4 separate regions of the Mus musculus genome follow, and all the other regions are linked to region 2. Evidence: chromatin contacts called from public Hi-C and HiCAR-type data. All regions are on one chromosome and are shown on one strand. Each heading gives the region's core, a stretch centred on a gene start, on an enhancer-like site or on the middle of the called end of the contact. The rest is flanking DNA. Distances are from core to core; before and after follow the strand shown. Region 1 overlaps Opcml (opioid binding protein/cell adhesion molecule-like). Region 2 has its middle 18 kb from the start of Spata19. Region 3 has its middle 66 kb from the start of Gm39314. Region 4 has its middle 120 kb from the start of Gm39314.

The links. Hi-C and Micro-C count contacts between places; a contact is called where the count stands out from the background. HiCAR-type assays count read pairs that join an accessible place to other places.
Region 1: a contact with region 2 is called in a Hi-C map of the N1E-115 cell line, with 8 times the contacts expected there. The contact joins two enhancer-like sites. A contact is called at or near these places in 2 of 15 datasets of contacts at CTCF or cohesin (large pre-B cells and pro-B cells), 4 of 484 Hi-C or Micro-C datasets (the G1E-ER4 cell line, the N1E-115 cell line, cortical neurons and 1 more) and 2 of 115 datasets of contacts at active chromatin or transcription factors (embryonic basal ganglia and oligodendrocyte precursor cells).
Region 3: a Hi-C map of the N1E-115 cell line shows a contact between it and region 2, with 6 times the contacts expected there. The contact joins two enhancer-like sites. A contact is called at or near these places in 6 of 15 datasets of contacts at CTCF or cohesin (the G1E-ER4 cell line, embryonic stem cells, large pre-B cells and 2 more), 69 of 484 Hi-C or Micro-C datasets (the BV-2 cell line, the C10 cell line, the G1E-ER4 cell line and 38 more) and 6 of 115 datasets of contacts at active chromatin or transcription factors (astrocytes, embryonic basal ganglia, embryonic stem cells and 2 more).
Region 4: a HiCAR-type map of embryonic stem cells shows a contact between it and region 2, with 5 times the contacts expected there. The contact joins two enhancer-like sites. A contact is called at or near these places in 2 of 484 Hi-C or Micro-C datasets (the N1E-115 cell line and cerebral cortex) and 2 of 115 datasets of contacts at active chromatin or transcription factors (embryonic midbrain and embryonic stem cells).

Annotation. Positions count from the first base shown.
Region 1 is chr9:27,922,817-27,925,787 of GRCm38.p6, forward strand. The region is part of intron 1 of Opcml (opioid binding protein/cell adhesion molecule-like); the gene reads left to right. Among named protein-coding and RNA genes, the nearest start is that of Opcml, 130 kb to the left of the region's middle. Within about 2 kb of position 1,630, at least 9 of the 459 cell types and tissues checked have an H3K27ac peak or open chromatin away from gene starts, as enhancers often do. A contact at or near this core is called in the N1E-115 cell line, where this site is marked.
Region 2 is chr9:27,412,800-27,415,820 of GRCm38.p6, forward strand. No RefSeq gene overlaps it. Among named protein-coding and RNA genes, the nearest start is that of Spata19, 18 kb to the left of the region's middle. Within about 2 kb of position 1,427, at least 66 of the 459 cell types and tissues checked have an H3K27ac peak or open chromatin away from gene starts, as enhancers often do. A contact at or near this core is called in the N1E-115 cell line, where this site is marked.
Region 3 is chr9:27,723,400-27,726,099 of GRCm38.p6, forward strand. No RefSeq gene overlaps it. Among named protein-coding and RNA genes, the nearest start is that of Gm39314, 66 kb to the right of the region's middle. Within about 2 kb of position 1,357, at least 12 of the 459 cell types and tissues checked have an H3K27ac peak or open chromatin away from gene starts, as enhancers often do. A contact at or near this core is called in the N1E-115 cell line, where this site is marked.
Region 4 is chr9:27,669,142-27,672,251 of GRCm38.p6, forward strand. No RefSeq gene overlaps it. Among named protein-coding and RNA genes, the nearest start is that of Gm39314, 120 kb to the right of the region's middle. Within about 2 kb of position 1,525, at least 7 of the 459 cell types and tissues checked have an H3K27ac peak or open chromatin away from gene starts, as enhancers often do.

The sequences.
Region 1 (2,971 bases), core at 380-2,879, 510 kb after region 2:
GATAAATGATGAAGGCCTACCCACATGTTCTCAGAGTACAGGACATTTCTCATGATTATGGGACTCACATAGTGTGATGTTTTCTGTCTCTCTGACTAGACTGTCAAGCCCTGTAGGCAAGAAACATTTTTTTGGAAGATTAACTCATTCTATTTTATGTGAGTATTTTGCCTGCATGTATGTATATTCAGTACATATGTGCATGGTACCCAGTTGCATCTCTTAGAAATGGAGTTACAAATGGTTTTGAACCATCATGTTGGAATTGAACCCAGGTCCTCTGAAAAAGCAACAAGTATTCTTAACCATTGAGCCATCTCTCCAGCCCCAAGACTTTATTTAGTGCCTATGGGGGCATACAGCTCTTATCTTTGATCTAGATGCTTAACTGATGACTAAGCCTTTAACTTAAACTATCATCCTTGTTTTGAGTGGAATTGAGTCTCTTACTATTGATATGATTCAGAGTAACTATCTGATATCTGAACTGTGATTTGTGGCCAGTAATTCAGATGGCAGAAAAATTCAGGCCAGCAAGATAACCCAGGTGGTTAAAACATTTGTTGCCAAGACTGATAACCTGAATTCAATCAACAGAATCCACATGGTGGAAGAAAGGAATTTATCCCCTTTGCCTTACATACTAGTAACATGGTGTATACACACACACACACACACACACACACACACACACACACACACACGCATGTGCACATGCTCACACACAAAATTAAAAATAAATAAATGAAAACCAATAGATTAGCAGATCTCAACTTGTGGGTCACAACCTCTTTAAGGGTTGCATAACAGATATCTTGCATATCAGATATTTACATTAAGGTTTGTAACAGTTGTAAACTTACAGTTATGAAATAGCAATGAAACAATTTTGTGGTTGGGGGTCATTGCAACATGAGGAGCTTTATTAAAGGGTTGCAATATTTGGAAGGTCAAGAGCCACTGGCAAAGATAATATATGTAAGAAAATGACTTCAAATATGGAGCTTAAAAGCAGATCTCAGCAGCAGGAATCATAATTGTGCTTAGATTAGATTAATTGTGCTTGTATTAGAGAAATTTCGTTGCTTGAATCTCCCATCCGGAGACAAGGTGTTTTTAGTTTCTAATCATGGATCAAATATTCTCGATGGTAATATCAGCATTCCTATCCCTCACTCCAAAGATTTTTCTCCACCACCTCCTAATCACATTCTTGCTTTGTCTGTTGAGTTTTCTGAACTCACCACTTAGGCCTGAAAGATCCCTGGCATGAGCCTGCAGAGCCCTGTTTTATGACCAAAGAGCCCTGGCTCCAGAACTGAGCTCTCTGTTGCTGCAAATGTGTCTACACCCCAGTTTCACCATCTGTGAAGCCGAGCTTGTGCTGCTTGCTGTTCTAGAGGGTCATTGCCTCCTTCTGTTGGCAATCTACATTCGTTCTGTTTGATCTTCCTGCTGTTTGTTTCTCTGTCCAAGGTATGTACCAGGGACATAGAGGGAGCCTGTAGCTGAGTAGGTGTGAAAAAAAAAAAAAATCAAACCTTAACAGAAGATAGGGAGTGGTTGGCAGAGATAGAGATGAAGTTATTCAATGGCAGAGAGGTGAATGCATTCAAGTTTGCAGCCCTCAGAGGCCATGATTACATTCTAGGATTGCAAACTGCCAGGCACACAGCAGGTGTTCAGCTTCTAGCAATACACCCACTCATGGAGCTGAAGAGGCTGGAGAAGTTCAGAGCTTTGTTTAGCTGGTGAAGCAATGATTCAGGGTGTTTCAGAATTATTACCTAGATTTCAGATCCTTGAGGGCCTGGTTCAGGAGGTCTGGGGAAAGATGAAAACTTTTATGTGTTTAAGAAGTGCCCCAAGCAATCTTGGTGGAATTTTCTGATCTGGCTCCCTTTCTCTGAGGTAATTTTCCGACCTGTGAAATCCTCTCCTGTGGGAGGCAATTAGAACCTTGAGAGATAGGGAGTGAAAAGTGGAAGACATCCAGAAATAAGCCTGGGCAGAGGTAGTTGTGACCATTTGTGTTCGAGAACTATTGTCTTCTGAGGTGGCGAACTAAACAAATGTGAGTTTCTGAACACTAGCACAGTCCCTGCATCTCTATTCCTGCATGGAGCACTGGAAGGTAGCAGGCTTCTATCACCTCCACCATTGCATGCTGGGACATACTCCCATCACGATGCTCTCTGAAGCACAAAATATGCATCTAATAGACTGTCATTTTTCAAGGGAGAAACTCACATGTAAGCACACGCATTGACCTTTATTGCTTTATATTGTGAAATACAATAGAATCTGAAGATTGACCACTCTAGTTAACCTTCAACTCCTAACTCTAGAGATTAAAATTGGACATTAATTCAAGCTTTGTCTTTTGATATTATCTCTAGGTGTTACTGTCTAGGCTACTAATAGAATACCCTAAAAAGTATTCTGGGATTATTCTTTGTGCAAGTCTCATCATTATAAGATGTATTTTGTATTATCCAAAGCAGTCTTTGCTGTTAGGCTTCAGCTCCTACCAAGAGGGGAGAAATACGTTTCTAAGCAGCTTGAAGATGAAGGCAAGTAGGAAGAGTCAGAGGAGGATAGAGTGTACTTCATTCCCCAGGCTGACTTTTGGAAATCATGGCTGGAAAACAACATTCCAGGTTCTCTTGCACCAGGTGATCACTGATGTATTTATGCCTCTGATTAATGAACTTTGCAAATTAACCTCCGCACTGCTCTGTAATTGCGATTAAGGTTTCAAAAAATCACTTAAGCGTATGTTTCCGCTACTTCAGACCCTATTCCAGCCGGATGGCCAGCTCCCTATGCTGATTTCCCAAAGATAATGCCAGTCTCCTGACCTCTGAATTTACAATTAATTACCGCATTCAGCACCTAAATTACCCCCATTCTTGGTGTGCCTGGCTTTATCTCTCTGCACACACAAGCCTGGCTTTTAATTAAAGGCCCT
Region 2 (3,021 bases), core at 177-2,676:
GATTATGTGAGGAGGTTGCCGTGAGAGAAGGGACAGCCCAGAGAAAGGCAGGGCAGTGGCTTTATTTTGTAGGAAGGCTTTTAAGTAGCTGTGTACCTTCTAGCAGAGGTGTACATGCAAGGCCTTTTCCTGAGGGGGACTGTGTAGCGTGTGTGTACGCGAGCGAGAGCTCGCGCACGCACGCACGCGCGCACACACACACACACACACACACACACACACATATTGGCCCTGGAATCTCATCTGTCCCTTGGTACCTTGATCTTGAGGAGGTGTTCAACCTCACTGTGATCCAGGTTCACAGAGTCTTTTTGAAGTCCAAGGGCGGGAACCACTGTCAGTGGTACAGTAGGTGTCTGACACTTGGCAAACCTCAGGCCAGGCCAGCCACAGTGACTCCTAACCATATATGTTTAGGAAAGGGATTTGCACTGCACTTTCTAGCTGCAGTGGCTGCTGGCCATTGCTCCTCACGCCCATGAACCAATCGCATAAGCCTTGGGCAACGTGGGACAGTAACCTTGCCCTTCTGCAAGGGGATAGTTTCTGCTTTCCAGGCCCATAAAATTTCAGAATGAAGATCATGGTGGTCTTTAAGAGTAATAAAGAGCCACACATACCTAGGGGAAATAATCTCTAGGGGTAGGGATGGACTCAGAGGTACAGTGCTCGCCTAGTGTGTTGGCTGGCATCTGAAAGCCAGCGTGGCCAGGAACGGGACGCACTGGCTGGTTTTGTGTGTCCACTTGACACAAGCTGGAGTTGTCACAAAGAAAGGAGCCTCCTTGAGGAAATGCCTCCATGAGATCCAGCTGTAAGGCATTTTCTCAATTAGTGATCAAGGGGGAAAGGCCCAGCCCACTGTGGGTGGTGCCATCCCTGGGCTGGTAGTCTTGGATTCTATAAGAAAGCAAGCTGAGTAAGCCAGGGGAAGCAAGCCAGTAAGCAGCACCCTTCCATAGTCTCTGCATCATCTCCCGTCTCCAAGTTCCTGCCCTATGTGAGTTCCTGTCCTGACTTCCTTTGGTGATGAACAGCAATGTGGAAGTGTAAGCCAAACAAACTCTTTCCTAGGAACCCCAACTTTTTTCTTGGTCCTGATGCTTTGTGCAGGAATACAAACCATGAAAAGACAGAGGGTTTTCCTGGAAAAGGTACAGGAAGTGTCTCCTCTTCTTTGAGTCCAGCTTGTATGCTCCTGAAAGAGGTGCTGGGGGGACTGGCTGCTGTTTCTCCACCTTTCATAGTGGGAAGCTTGGCCTTCCTGGGTTTGTGTTCCAGTCCAAAGGATGTTGTCATGGCCGCATATGGCCAGCAGAGGGCGGTGTCGATCCAGGAGTGCCTTTGCCACACGTCCAACCCAGGGTGTAAATTGCTCAGATTTTCCCCCAACAAATAGATGGTACCCAAGCCACCAGCATGCTCTCATCTGTGTCCACAGCCAGCTCTGTCCTGCCTTTCCAGTGAGGGAAGTTCCTGTGCTTACTCAGGGTGTAGGAGGAGCAGCGACCAGCAGTCTTCTGCTTGCTGGCTCGGAGAGGCGCTCTGGCACAGGCATCTGCTCAGCTGGGCCCTGTGGGGAGCTGACTCCTGGGGGAATGAATTCACTGGCTGTTGTGCGCAGACTCAGGTTACAGCTGCGCGCTACTCTGGACTCGCCATTGGCATACCCAGCCAGGTGGGATTCCCAGAGAGGAGGTTGTGGGGAGGCATATTCTAGGGTTCAGGAACTTTGGGAACCTGTGTCTGTGTCTAGGTGGCCTTATTAGAATCTGGGGTGAAGTACTTTGAGACTTTGGCCTCCAACCCTGTGAGGAGGGGGTTTGGTGAAAATGCAGGGCACAACCTTGATTCATTGTGCTGTCAGGTTTGGGAGGGAGCCAGGGGCATTTTTTTTTTTTTTTCTTCATTCTCCTCTGTTAGGGTTAAAGCACATGATAGTGTTAAAACAGAAAGGTCTGGAGCACTGGGAAAGATAATTGTAAGAGAACTAGTGGGGGGATTAATCTGGTTTTAGTAGGCTTCTACTCCCACAGAGCCCCTCCTCTAGTATCTGGCTCTATTTCTCTTCCATAAACTTCTTGACTTTATGGATAGCTACACTTTAATATACATTCCAATATTTAATTCAGTTCAGTGTTAACAGACTGACACAATTTCTAGACCTTGGAGATATATATATATATATATATATATATATAGAGAGAGAGAGAGAGGGGGGGGGCAGCATCTTGGACCACAGCCGTAGGGCAGGGAAGGACCAATCCTAACCTCAAGGGAGATGGCACTGAAGATACTGGGCAAGGCTGGTTCTCTCTCTGGCATATACCAGCTCAATTGCACTTTTGTGCTTGCTGTAAGTAAATTTTGGCTGCTAGTGTTGTCTGTGTCCTTGTAGAAATTCTTCTCCTTCAGGAGTACAGGAACCAAGAGTGCTGCCACAGTTGGGATCAGAGGGCATTTGGAAGGATGTATTGCTCTATGGCACCTTTAACCCCTGAGCCCACAGGACAGTCCACTGCTTCTGATTCCCATCCCTCCATTCTTTCTGCCAGGGACCCTGGGTATTCTGCTGCATTGTGGTCCAGGAGAGTTAGCAAAGGGAGAGAACTACAAAGAAACACTGTGGATTTAACTCGGTCTAGAGGTGCCTTGTGAGCTTTCTGCTTGAGCCGATTCCAGCCTTCCCATCCCAACCCACTTGCCCATTCTCCATTGTTGAAAGCCTTTAGGTTTCCACCTTCTTTTCTTTCGTTCTTCCTCAAGGGAGTTGACTCTGCTCTCTGCTTCCTGCAGGATGGAGACCACACACACACACACACACACACACATCCATTCACATTGTAGACATATGCATAGCATGTATTTGTGCGCACACATTTCATTACACTAGGGATCTACTAACACCTTGTGGAGCGAAGGATACACAAAACATTTCCCCCTGACTTTGTACTACTCTGCTTCCTTAGGGCCATGGTCCTACACACTGGAGAGCCATGTGGGGACACAGGTGAAGAGACA
Region 3 (2,700 bases), core at 107-2,606, 310 kb after region 2:
CTATGGCCAGAGGGTGCCTTACTCCTCAGTCATCTGACTTTGCCTCAAGATCATCTTGTTTGCCATGTTGCAGTCTCTTGGGATCACAAAAATAATCTAGCCTTTCCCTTCCCTTCTCCTATCATCTCTCTTCTCAAGGATCAGATATGCATCAAGGTATCAGACCTCTCCAACATTTTTCCTTCCCTCTGTGTCTTCCTTCATAACCTTTCCATATGAACTTCATGACTTTGACTTGGGGAACCCAAGTTACTATGAGGGCTATTACAAATATGTTTCACCCAACTGTCGAGCTTATGTATCCTGAGCATTTCTAAAGACAGGGAAATGGCTTTTGCCTGATTCTGTGAACCCAATGTGGCCCCTACCAGCCAGATTTTATCTATGTTATCTGGCTTTGCACATTTTCACCCAACAAGCATGGTCATGCTTTGAGTCTCTGAATTTCAGAATCAACTTGGACCATGTGACCATCAGTCCTCAACTATATGAGCATTTCTGTTTTACGAGTGCATAGATCCTTTGGGAAAGAACTTGGAGATCATTATGTCTCCATAATAGTGCAGCTAATTTATCACTCGGTGGGGTTGGGGCTGAAATTGGCCCAGAATGGAGAGCTGAGCAGGGTCTTGTGTGTTAGTGTGCTCACACTCTGCACCTGCTCCTCCCTTCTTGCTGCTTCCCTGAATATTAAGTAGCATCCTGTTGTGGCTCATCAATTTTATCCCTGGGCCCAATATAATCCCATAACTATCTTCATGATCTCCTGTGAGACTGGGTTCCTTGGCTGGCCCTCTGGCCTCTGAAGTCTTAATGAATTGTGGCAATTAAGCAGGGCCACCTGGCCTCTGTTGTCTGCTTTCCACCATCCAGCAGAAACTGTCCAGCTCAGGCCTGTCATGAAGCCTTCTGCCCTTGGCTTTGACCTGCAGAGGAAAGCACTCTGAACTTCTTGGTGATGTGAATCCAGTGCTTTCCTCTGACCTTACTAACCTGTCCCCAGAGCCTCCTCTGAGTCTCCTGGCTATCCCTAATGATAATGTATGTAAATTAGCAGGTCTACTTTCTAAAGTTTTTGTTTTTTGTTTTTTGTTTTTTTGTTTTTTTTAATTTCTTCATTCAGCAACTTTTAGAATCAAGTCAGATATCTCCAGTGCACAGAGAGCAATGTGCTGAGGACCAAGTCATGTGCTCCCAGTGTAGAGAGAGCAAGCCCCTCTTTCAGGTGCTTCTAAACAGTACCTCACAGATAGATGGTTCATTTCCTTCTTGTCCTGAGCAGGTGGCCCAAACCAAAGTATTTGCATTAGCAGACTCTCTAGAGGAGCCATGGCTCCCTGACAGCCTGTGCTGCTTCCCTGTTATGTAAGCCTTGTGTCATCCCTCTCCCTGCCAGACGGTCTCCACAAGCTCCTCGGTTTACCTCATGGGTGTTTCCACCAATAATCTTTTATATCTAATTCCATCTTGGCATCTTTCCCTTGCTTTGGGGACTTAGATTAAATTGTACAGACTTCTGCTATCTCACTGAATATGTTCAATGATTTCTTTTGTATTTATATTTTGTAAGCCTGTCTTTTAAAAAAGCTTTATAAATTTTATTATATATATATTTAAAAAACCCTTTGCAATTCCTAGTGGACTGCTGGCACCAGGGACACCCAACTCTGTCTGTATTCCTGGAGGCCTGCCAGCACCAGGAACAACCAGGCCTGCCAATATCTGGAATGACCAGGGATGACTTCACACCAGGTCCCGTACTCTCCAGATCCCCGTAGGCACACCCAGCAGAGGTAAACTGTGCCCTGTCCCCTGAACTCCATTTGCAACACACAATGCTGTCTGCATTCCTGGAGACCTGCCAGCATCAGGAACTTCCAGGTAAAATACCTGCCCTCCAAATGCCCTACTTGCCTAGTAACCCTAAAGCATACCCAACAACCATAGACTGCACCCACTCCCCTGCACTCCACTTTCTGGCCCACATCTATGCCTGTATCCTTGGTGGCCAGCCAGCACCAGGACACCAGATAGCTAAAGGCCAGAATAAGAACACAATCAATAAGATCCAGGGCACTACCAGAGCCAACTCTCTTACTACTGCAAGCCCTGGATATTCTAACACAGTCAATGCACAAGAAAATGACTTTAAATTCAATCTTACAAAGGTGATGGAGTCCTTTAAGGTAGAAATGAATAAATTTCTTAAAGAAATACAGGAAAACACAACCAAACTGGTAAAGGAAATGAATCAAACTATTCAAGACCTGAAAACAGAAACAGAGCATTTGAGAAAATACAAAATAAGGGAATCCTGGAGATGCAAAACCTAGGTAAGAGAGCAGGAACTCTAGACCCAGATGTCATCAGTTAAAGGAAGAAAGACTCTCGGGCATAGAAAATACTATAGAAGAAATTGATACATATGTCAAAGAAAATGTTAAATCTAAAAAGTTTTTGACAAAAATGATCCAGGAAATCTTGGCTACTATGAGAAGATCAAACATAAGAATAATAGTAATTGAATAAGAAGAAGAAGAGGAAAAGGAAGAAGAGGATGAAGAGGAGGAGGAAGAGGAGGAGGAGGAGGAAGAAGGAGAGGAAGAAGGAGAGGAAGAAGGAGAGGAAGAAGAAGAAGGAGAAGGAGAAGGAGAAGGAGAAGGAGAAGGAGAAGGAGAAGGAGAAGGAGAAGGAGAAGGA
Region 4 (3,110 bases), core at 275-2,774, 260 kb after region 2:
AAGTCAGGGCAATTGAAGAGAATCAAGTAGGTCAAATGGCTGTGTTTATTCATCTGACTATTGTTTCTGTCACAGAACCACACCTAATCTTTATTTCTGGTTGTATGAGCTGTCTTTGGTTTTATACACTTCTTGTCTGAACAAATAGTCAGTATTCTGACGCAGGATTCACTTTTGCTTAAATAATCTAGTGGATTTTCTAATTTGTAACCAAATAATCTTACCTATCCATTTTCTTGTTTGCCTGCTTCTGATCATTTACTAGGGAGGTACTGATTCAAGACTGAGTATGTCCCGTGTGCTTGATAGAAACTGGAAATACAGCCGTGGTCAAGCTACACAGTGTCTCCATTCTAAAAAAAAAATTATCCAATGTAGGATGGATGAGAGGAATATACCATTATAATTTGTTATGACGAAGATCCTGTTATACTTAATGGAAGATGCACCCAGTGAAGACATTTAGAAAGGCCACTCAGAAAAAAAGCAGTTTGGAAGAAGTGAAATGTGTACTCGGGGTGAGCAGATAACAGAATTTTTTTCTGGTGAAGTGGACAAAAGGGTATTCTTAGGTAAGGAGGAGGGGATCTCAGAGTCCTGAAGGGAAGAGCGAGAATATGCTGTCCGGAAAGCAAATAAAGCTAGACTTTCATAGTATGCAGAACTCAACGATGGTGGGGTAGAACGGGGTGGAATATTGTTGCAAGTCGGGGAGATTAAGACTTTGTAGGGCCTGTTAAAGATTTGTTTTTATTATTATTATTTTTAAATTTCATCAGAGCTGTAACTCATTAAGGAGGTTTGCAAACCAAAGTGCCAATTTAGCTTTGCGACATGTCTGACTGTGGTGTAAAGAATGTCTTGGAAAAGTACAGGTTGGCTTTGGGGAATCCTGGTATGGAAACTGAGGCTGGAGATGGCAATGGCTGAAGCCCAAAATTGAATCAATAAGGATGGAGAGAAGCTGGAAGGGGCCTTGGCTCTCAGAGAACACCCCCCCCCCTCTCTCTCTCAGGAGTTGGGTCACAGAGAGCAGAGGGCAGAGGACGAAGAAAGGCCATGCACTCTGAGCAACAGAGGAAGGTTGATAGATCTGGGGTGAAGTAGTGAGTGTACTCCCTCAGAGTGGCCTTTATGACCCCATAGTCTAAACATACTGGGACTTATGAATGGGATAATGTGTGAGGTTAGAGATGATGAAAATGAATGTCTTCACGCTGCTGAGAACTAAGCTGGAAAGGACACAGAGAGTGAATGCCATGCTTGAGAAGAAAGCTTACAGTCCGCTTACTCTGGCCTTCTTACAACAAAAGGAGACATAATGAGTCCTGGGTGGAGTTTTGCTAACTGGAGTTTATATCCTTCAGGGAAAAAAATGTTCTTAGCCATAGCAAAGCTGGCTGTGCACTCAGTAGTAAGAGCCCCTGGTGTGTGTGCTTCAGGGCTGTTTGTCTCACAAAGAGCTGGTGTGTGGAGTGTTTATACCGGCCCTACTTCAGCCCTGGCTGGTGGATAATTAATGAGTTTGTTTTTGAGTTGGTGAGTTGGAGCTGACGCGGTGCCTGAAGGTGTCTTTGTCTCAATCCCCTCCATCCATCTTTATCGGATTTGCCAGCTTCTCTCCTTCACCCTTTCCTTTATTTCTTATTGAGGGTGGCTGGGTCTGGAACTGCAGGCGTACCCAGGACAGCGAGGATAGTGGGATGTCCTCTGGGTGTGTGTCTGTGTCTTTTCTAGTGACTTTCGCCTATGCTTCTAACCCTGTCTGTACCTTCCTCTATTATATCTCTATCCAGCTGTGGAGAATTGGCTTTTAGATGTTTCCCAGGCTGATTTTATTTTCAGTAATGAGCTTAATTGGTTATTCACTTTCTCTTGCTCTTTTTGTCTGTGTTTTTCAAGTACTCGATGAAAGCCAGTGTTAGTGATTTTAGCTGGTCTCAGGTGAGACACAGATGAAATAATACCATCTCATAGCTATTCCTGTGCTTTCTCCTGCAGCCAAAGAACTTTCCTTTTTAACCACTAGATTCAACCCCAGTGTAATCTTCCCACCACAGTCCGCCACTGGCCCTTTCCTGTTCTATCATCATTCTTGGTTCCAGCCTGAATTTCCTGGGTGTCCACTTCCTTTGAGTCACTTCCTGGGTGTCCACTTCCATATTTAATCAGTGACCAGGTTTGGCACTGTTTCTGCTATAGATCCTTTATTGCTTTAGCCCTACATACACTCTCTGTGCCCTGTTTCAGCTATCACTTTGCAGTTTTTAAAAAACAATTGAATTAGAAATGTCAAAATTTATAGAGATAGGTATGAAGTTCTAGGCATTATCAACTTCCACCTGAATTATTCTAGCAATATGCTAACGGGAAGCTCTGCCTCCTCTTTGGCACATTTTGTACTTTTCTGGCTATATTTAGAAGATCTATAAATAAATAAGGAAAGAAAGAAGGAAGGAAGAAAGGAAGGAAAGAAGGCAGGAAGGAAGGAAGCAAGCAAGCAAGCAAACAAGCAAGCAAGCTGGACTATTTTGTTGCGTGTTTGAAAATTTTCTGTGGATTCTTACTATTCTCAAGTCTGGCCTTTTTGCCAAGAATCCATGATTAAAGTCCATCTGAATGTTCAGACCAAAATATTTGCATTCTTTCTTAAGTCACTTCTAGAACATCTTTGGTTTCCTGCTTCTTCCCTTCCTCCCTCCCTTCCCTCCTTCTCCCTCCCTTCCTCCCTCCTTCCTTCTTTTCTCCCTTCCTTCCTTTTTCTTGCATAAATTCTTCTTACTTGCGTTTAGTTTACATGCCGTACCATAAATCCCCTGGAAAGCTTCCCCCAGTCTCTTCCAGCCTGGACCATGTGCCCTCTCCATGGTCTCATAGCTCCCACCTTGCTGTTTACTACAAGGTGGGGTGATCTCAGTAAGCAATCATGTGCATCAGAGACTCTGGATTTTTAGGATAAAGACTGTATTATACTGACTATTGTTTCACTCTCAATGTCTAGTTAGGTGTATCAAGCGTTTAATTATTAGATGGCTACAGGCAACACTTTATTGTTTCTCATGAGTTCTGTGTCGAGCACCTTGCTTTTGTATATATAGAGGTATAAATAC